2 separate regions of the Mus musculus genome follow, and region 2 is linked to region 1. Evidence: chromatin contacts called from public Hi-C data. All regions are on one chromosome and are shown on one strand. Each heading gives the region's core, a stretch centred on a gene start, on an enhancer-like site or on the middle of the called end of the contact. The rest is flanking DNA. Distances are from core to core; before and after follow the strand shown.

Region 1 (2,799 bases), core at 193-2,692:
ACGGTCATCTGGTTGCCGGTAAGGAAAAGGTTGCGCACGTAAGGCGGTAGATCCGCCGGCACCTCCAGCAGGTTGCGGTTCACGCACTTAACCGTGCGCGCCGCCTCGGAGCACTCGCACGCCGCGGGGCATCTCTCGGCTGGCGGAGGCTGCGCAGACCCCGAGGCCAGGAAGGCTGCCGGGGAGGTGGAAGACGAGGGTACCGAAGAGCTGGGGGCCGACGCGGAGACCCAACCCAGCAGCACTAGCGCCAGCCTTGCCAACCTCAGCCGTCCGTCCCCGGCGGAGGGGCCCCGGGAGCCCGCCCCAGGCATCGCGGCTCGCGGTTCCCCGGAGCTGGGACAGCGCCCGCTCCGAAGACTCGACCGCCTGGGCCCGGCGGGCGCGAGCCGGCCGCAAGCGTCGACGGCAAACTTTCCTCGCGTGGGAGCAGAGGAGGGGACGCCAAAAGCTGGAACTTGGCTAACCCCGAGCCACCGGGCGTCCCCCTCCCGGAGCGGCACCCCGCCCTTCCCTCCAGTGAGTACGCACGGCGGGTCGGGACACGGGCCTTGGCGCTCCTCCTCCCGCCGCAGCTGGGGTGGGTGGCACCTCCTCAACTCCTTTGTTGGCGCCTCTCTCAGGGCAGGATCGGATGAGCGACCTGGGACAAGCGGGAGAGAAGCGTGAGGAGGAGTGACGGCCGCAGCTCCCCGAGTACGAACCAAGTAGTCCCCACACTAGCAACCCGGCCCAAGCTTCTGTGTGCGTCCTTCCTCCCTAGTGGGACGCGGTCCCCACTCCCAGGCGCTAAGCCTACCTCTTCCGGGCCCACACCATCAGGACCCGGGCCACCTCCCGCCTGGCTCCTGCCCGGATTGCCCTCCTCCCGCCTAGAACTTCACGCAGACCCCGCGGTGTCCAGCGAGCAAACTTCTCCTTTTTCCGGATCCCAGCTCCTACCGCCCCGGCCGACCACCTGCCTTCCGGGGTCCCCGCCCCCGCCGCTCCTCCCCCTCCCACCTTGGGATGAGAGCGAAGTTTCGGGTTACGGGACTCTTAAGAGCTTTTTTTTTTTTTTGGTACCTCCTTGGATTAGTGTGAAAAGGGGAGCAGAGCCGTACAGCTGTCGCCTACTCTCGACTCCCCAGTTCCTGGCCACCCAGCTCCCCGATCCCGAGAGGATCCAGACATCTCCAGAAAAACGGAGGGAACCCGCCAACAAAGCGGCCGTGGGACCGTGGGCGGTGTGGCAGCCAGGACCCCCCCCCCCCCGGCTCTCTTCACGCCCTAGTATAGAAAGGAACCCTGGTCCCGCCTCCAGGCTCCAAACCTGGCCGCTCGGTCCCCACTGCTCACCTCCGCACCCCGCGCCTGCAAAGCCAACTCCGAGGGCCACCCGAGTCCACGCGCCTTCCCAGCTCCTGCTGCGGGCGCCGACTCTCCTCTCAACCCCAGCCCCTGGCCCAACCTCCACGGCTGGGAAAAACCAAGCCGGGGGGCGGGGGAGGGCCAGGGCTGCAGGAGAGATCGCCGCCGCGCTGGCCACCTCTGCTGCCCCAGGTAGGGGCTTCAGGGAGGGATACGAGGGGCAACCTAGGCTGGGCGACTCCCCTAGGCGGAGATAAATGAGCAACGCATCCCGAGAAGGTGAGGGATTCCCCTTCTGTTCCCCCTCCCCGGCATCCTTTGGTGGTTCCGTATTTTGCATAGCGTATTTACCTCGGACAGAAACAAAACCGCTGGTGGACCTCTTGGAATTCACGCTGCTTCTGGCACCGCTGGCAGTGAGGAGAGGGATTTAAGCGTGAGCAAAGCAGCAGTAGAAGAAGGAGCTGCACAGGTTACATCCGCCGCGGCAAACGCCTGGGTTGTGAGGGAGATTCAGAAAGTCTCCTCTCTCGTGGCTCGGTTTGGCTGGCAACTTCAGTTTATGAGGTAGTTAGTTAATGCCTTCCTACCTGTGCCGCCCCCGCACGTCTAGGGTAGTTATCAAACTTGTAAAGACAGTCAACTTTAAAGTGGGGGAGGGTTACTGGAAAGGACACTCATTCTTGATTCATTATGGGTGGTTTTTTCCCCCCTCCTCTCAAAATTAAAACCAGAGGGAAGAAAATTGCAGCTAAAACACCCCAGAAACAAAAGCAAATTGCAAAGACGTGAGTCACCCGGAAAGCTCCCTACACCAGATGCGGTGCGTTGTGTCAGCACAAGTCACTTACGCAGGGAGCGCTCGCGGCGGGAGGTGGGCGGGCTGACCTGGGAAAGAAGTTTGTCCCAAAGTCTGTCTCCCAGGGGGCGCTGGCAGGCGCCGGATGATGGATTAGGGAAACGACTGGAATGCTTATAGGACCAATGTCATTAAGTCTGGAGAGAGTTGGAGTCCCGAACGCCCTCTCATTGCTCTCTCAAAAAGTCTTATCTGCTTTTCCTCAGTCAAATTTTCCCCAAGTTAAAAGGTGTGGGTGATTACAGACTATTTCATTTTAGAGAGAGAAACGATAGGAGAGATAAGGCTGGGAAAAAGAAGACCCAGTATAATAAAAGTATCAAGTTAAGGAAGCCGGGGATTGTTCCCCACAACATGCATCATGACTGTGGCGGTCCAATTCTGAGTCTATGGCTGTTTCTTTCTGTGGAAAGATAGTCCACAGAAACACCAGCCAAAATGGCCCAGGAAAAAAAGCTGCAGAGCCTGGAGACTGCAGAGATTTGTGCAAAAAGACAGTTTCATTAATTTGCATCTTCAGCACATTTATCTAAATCCCTTTCTCTTATTTTTAAAAGTGTTTTGCAGTATAAATGTGAAAAGCTTTGAGG
Region 2 (2,714 bases), core at 42-2,541, 56 kb before region 1:
GGACTGGGCGAAGTGGGTGTGCTGGGTTCTGGTGATGGTGAGTGGTCTTGGTTCCTGTTAGTAAGATTCCTCCGTTTACCTTTCGCCATCTGGTAATCTCTGGAGTTAGTAGTTATAGTTGACTCTGTTTAGAGATTGTTCTTCTGGTGATTCTGTTACCGTCTATCAGCAGACCTGGGAGACAGATTCTCTCCTCTGAGTTTCAGTGCTCAGAGCACTCTCTGCTGGCAAGCTCTCTTACAGGGAAGGTGCGCAGATATCTTGTATTTGGACCTCCTCCTGGCCGAAGAAGAAGGCCCAAAACAGGACCTTTCTCAGACACTGTGTTGCTTTGGCAGTTCCCAGGTGGTACAGACTCTCACCTAAGCAGACTAAATTCCTAAGTTCCTTGGAGTCCCGGGACCAAGATGGCGACCGCTGCTGCTGTGGCTTAGGCCGCCTCCCCAGCCGGGTGGGCACCTGTCCTCCGGTCCGGAAGGTGGCCGGCTGTCCCCGGCCCACACAGGGTGCTGCCTCAGCGCCTCTGTGCTTCTGCCTGTTCCAGAAGCTGTCAGGTTCTCTGGCGCACCCTCTCACCTGTTCAGACTAATTTCCTAAGTTCGGCGGGTCTCGGACCAAGATGGCGACCGCTGCTGCTGTGGCTTAGGCCGCCTCCCCAGCCGGGCGGGCACCTGTCCTCCAGTCCGGACGGTGGCTGGCTGTCCCCGGCCCACAAAGGGTGCTGCCTCAGCGCCTCTGTGCTTCCGCCTGTTCCAGAAGCTGTCAGGTTCTCTGGCGCACCCTCTCACCTGTTCAGACTAATTTCCTAAGTTCGGCGGGTCCCGGACCAAGATGGCGACCGCTGCTGCTGTGGCTTAGGTCGCCTCCCCAGCCGGGCGGGCACCTGTCCTCCGGTCCGGAAGGTGGCCGGCTGTCCCCGGCCCACACAGGGTGCTGCCTCAGCCCCTCTGTGCTTCTGCCTGTTCCAGAAGCTGTCAGGTTCTCTGGCGCACCCTCTCACCTGTTCAGACTAATTTCCTAAGTTCGGCGGGTCTCGGACCAAGATGGCGACCGCTGCTGCTGTACAGAGGGATTTTTATCTGCAACCATAAAACCTCAAATTGCATCTCCTATTTTTGTTTTAGGATTTGGAGCCAAACTATGTTAGAGACCAAGAAAAATGAGCAACCATTTTAACATCTGAAGGTAAAATCTTCATAATTACAGGGAACTGTTCTTAATGAGTCCAGGGTCACTTTCCCTCCATACCTTCCCTGATCATTGCTGGAGGTGCTCTTGTCTGTTAAGAAGGAGGGTCTGTCAAGCTAGAACTGACGGCAACTTGGTTTCCACTGTGTTTGACTCGCAACAGGAGTCGATGGTTGATCCTTTTTCCATTTCATTTGTGAGAAGCTTCCCTTTGTCACTAGCAAGCCTTTGGATGGCTTTCCTCTTCTGAGTACAATCTGCAGGTGGGGTACTGAAGTGCGCAACAGGCTTGAGGAGCGTTCTCCCAACAAGAATTACCCACACCACATCCTCTGGGGCTGAACAGAAGCTCAAGGCTGTCAAAGATCAAATCCGGAGGTACCTGGGCCTACCAAAGAGTTCAGGGAACCACATGAGAGGACTAAGCAAACTAATGGATGGTATAAAAATGCTTCCGTCCTGCTAAACCTAAGCCTGATTCCTCTGGTCAGACTGCAAGTGTGAGCAGGTCCCTTTTCGCAGCAGGTTTTTAGAAAGAGTAAGAATTAAAATGAGCCTAAAGGACCTGTCCCCAGGAGAGGAGCTATGCAATTCTGAGAAGTATCACTCACCTCCATCTCTGCAAAGAAAAAAAAAAAACAATACTCAGGGTTCACTAGTGTGTATCCTGAGAAGAGGGAACCAGTGACAGTGGAGCCCATGCTTGCTGTGAAATAGCTATGGGCTCCGTCAAGAGAAAATGTGGAATCCACCTGTTGTCTCTATACTCATGCCTAATATTTGAGACAAGGGCTTTCCAGGCAGCAAGTCCCAGCATTATGGCAGTGGGGCCAGTCCTTCAGGTGGCATTTGGTTGATTGGTTGATTGATTGATTGATTGATCTTTCTCTTTGTTTCTTTGTTTGTTTGTTACAGGTGTGGAATAACAGCCACGTAGTAAGTCACACAACTATGAAACATAACAGGCAACATATTTATAGACATATGACATTTGAGATATTCAAGTAGGTTCCCTGATGCTGCTCCTAGTCACTAGCCCTAAAAATGGAGGCACTGTACTAATGCCCCATGAAAGATAACTTTGCTTATTCTTCAATCTGTATTTAAGCATGCATGTGCACACACACACACACACACACACATACAATATACACACACACAAAGAGAGAGAGAGAAAGAGGGATTCTCATATACATTTAAGTTAGAGAAATACTTATCAGAAAGTTCTGAACAGAAGGCGATATAAAGCCTTTGATTCAGGCCTTTTAAATATATATGTATATGATATATGTGTGTGTATATACACACACATCTACAATGTAATGATCATGAATCAGTACTTTTCAACTTCATTGTGAAACCTCAGAAAGAAAATGAAATACAGCTTTGTGTTTACACAAATCTGGATGGAGAATGTCAGCGAGCTCAGCTGAAGCCAGGCACTTAGAAGTCCCTGTTATAAATAGACTGTGATACTCCCTGTACCTTCATTTGCATGGACAAGAAAAATCATACTCAAGTCATTT

The links. Hi-C and Micro-C count contacts between places; a contact is called where the count stands out from the background.
Region 2: a Hi-C map of embryonic stem cells shows a contact between it and region 1, with 2.3 times the contacts expected there. The contact joins the enhancer-like site here to the promoter of Tpbg in region 1. A contact is called at or near these places in 4 of 484 Hi-C or Micro-C datasets (cortical neurons, embryonic stem cells and nephron progenitors), 3 of 115 datasets of contacts at active chromatin or transcription factors (all in embryonic stem cells) and 2 of 9 other capture datasets (adipose tissue and pancreatic islet).

Annotation. Positions count from the first base shown.
Region 1 is chr9:85,841,495-85,844,293 of GRCm38.p6, reverse strand. It overlaps Tpbg (trophoblast glycoprotein), which reads right to left and starts at 1,442. Exons shown (of 2, transcript NM_001164792.1): 1 at 1,339-1,442; 2 at 1-643. The coding sequence starts at 314. It overlaps LOC115487186 (a long non-coding RNA gene), which reads left to right and starts at 614. Exons shown (of 2, transcript XR_003948199.1): 1 at 614-696; 2 at 1,079-2,799.
Region 2 is chr9:85,897,223-85,899,936 of GRCm38.p6, reverse strand. No RefSeq gene overlaps it. Among named protein-coding and RNA genes, the nearest start is that of Tpbg, 56 kb to the right of the region's middle. Within about 2 kb of position 1,291, at least 4 of the 459 cell types and tissues checked have an H3K27ac peak or open chromatin away from gene starts, as enhancers often do. A contact at or near this core is called in embryonic stem cells, where this site is marked.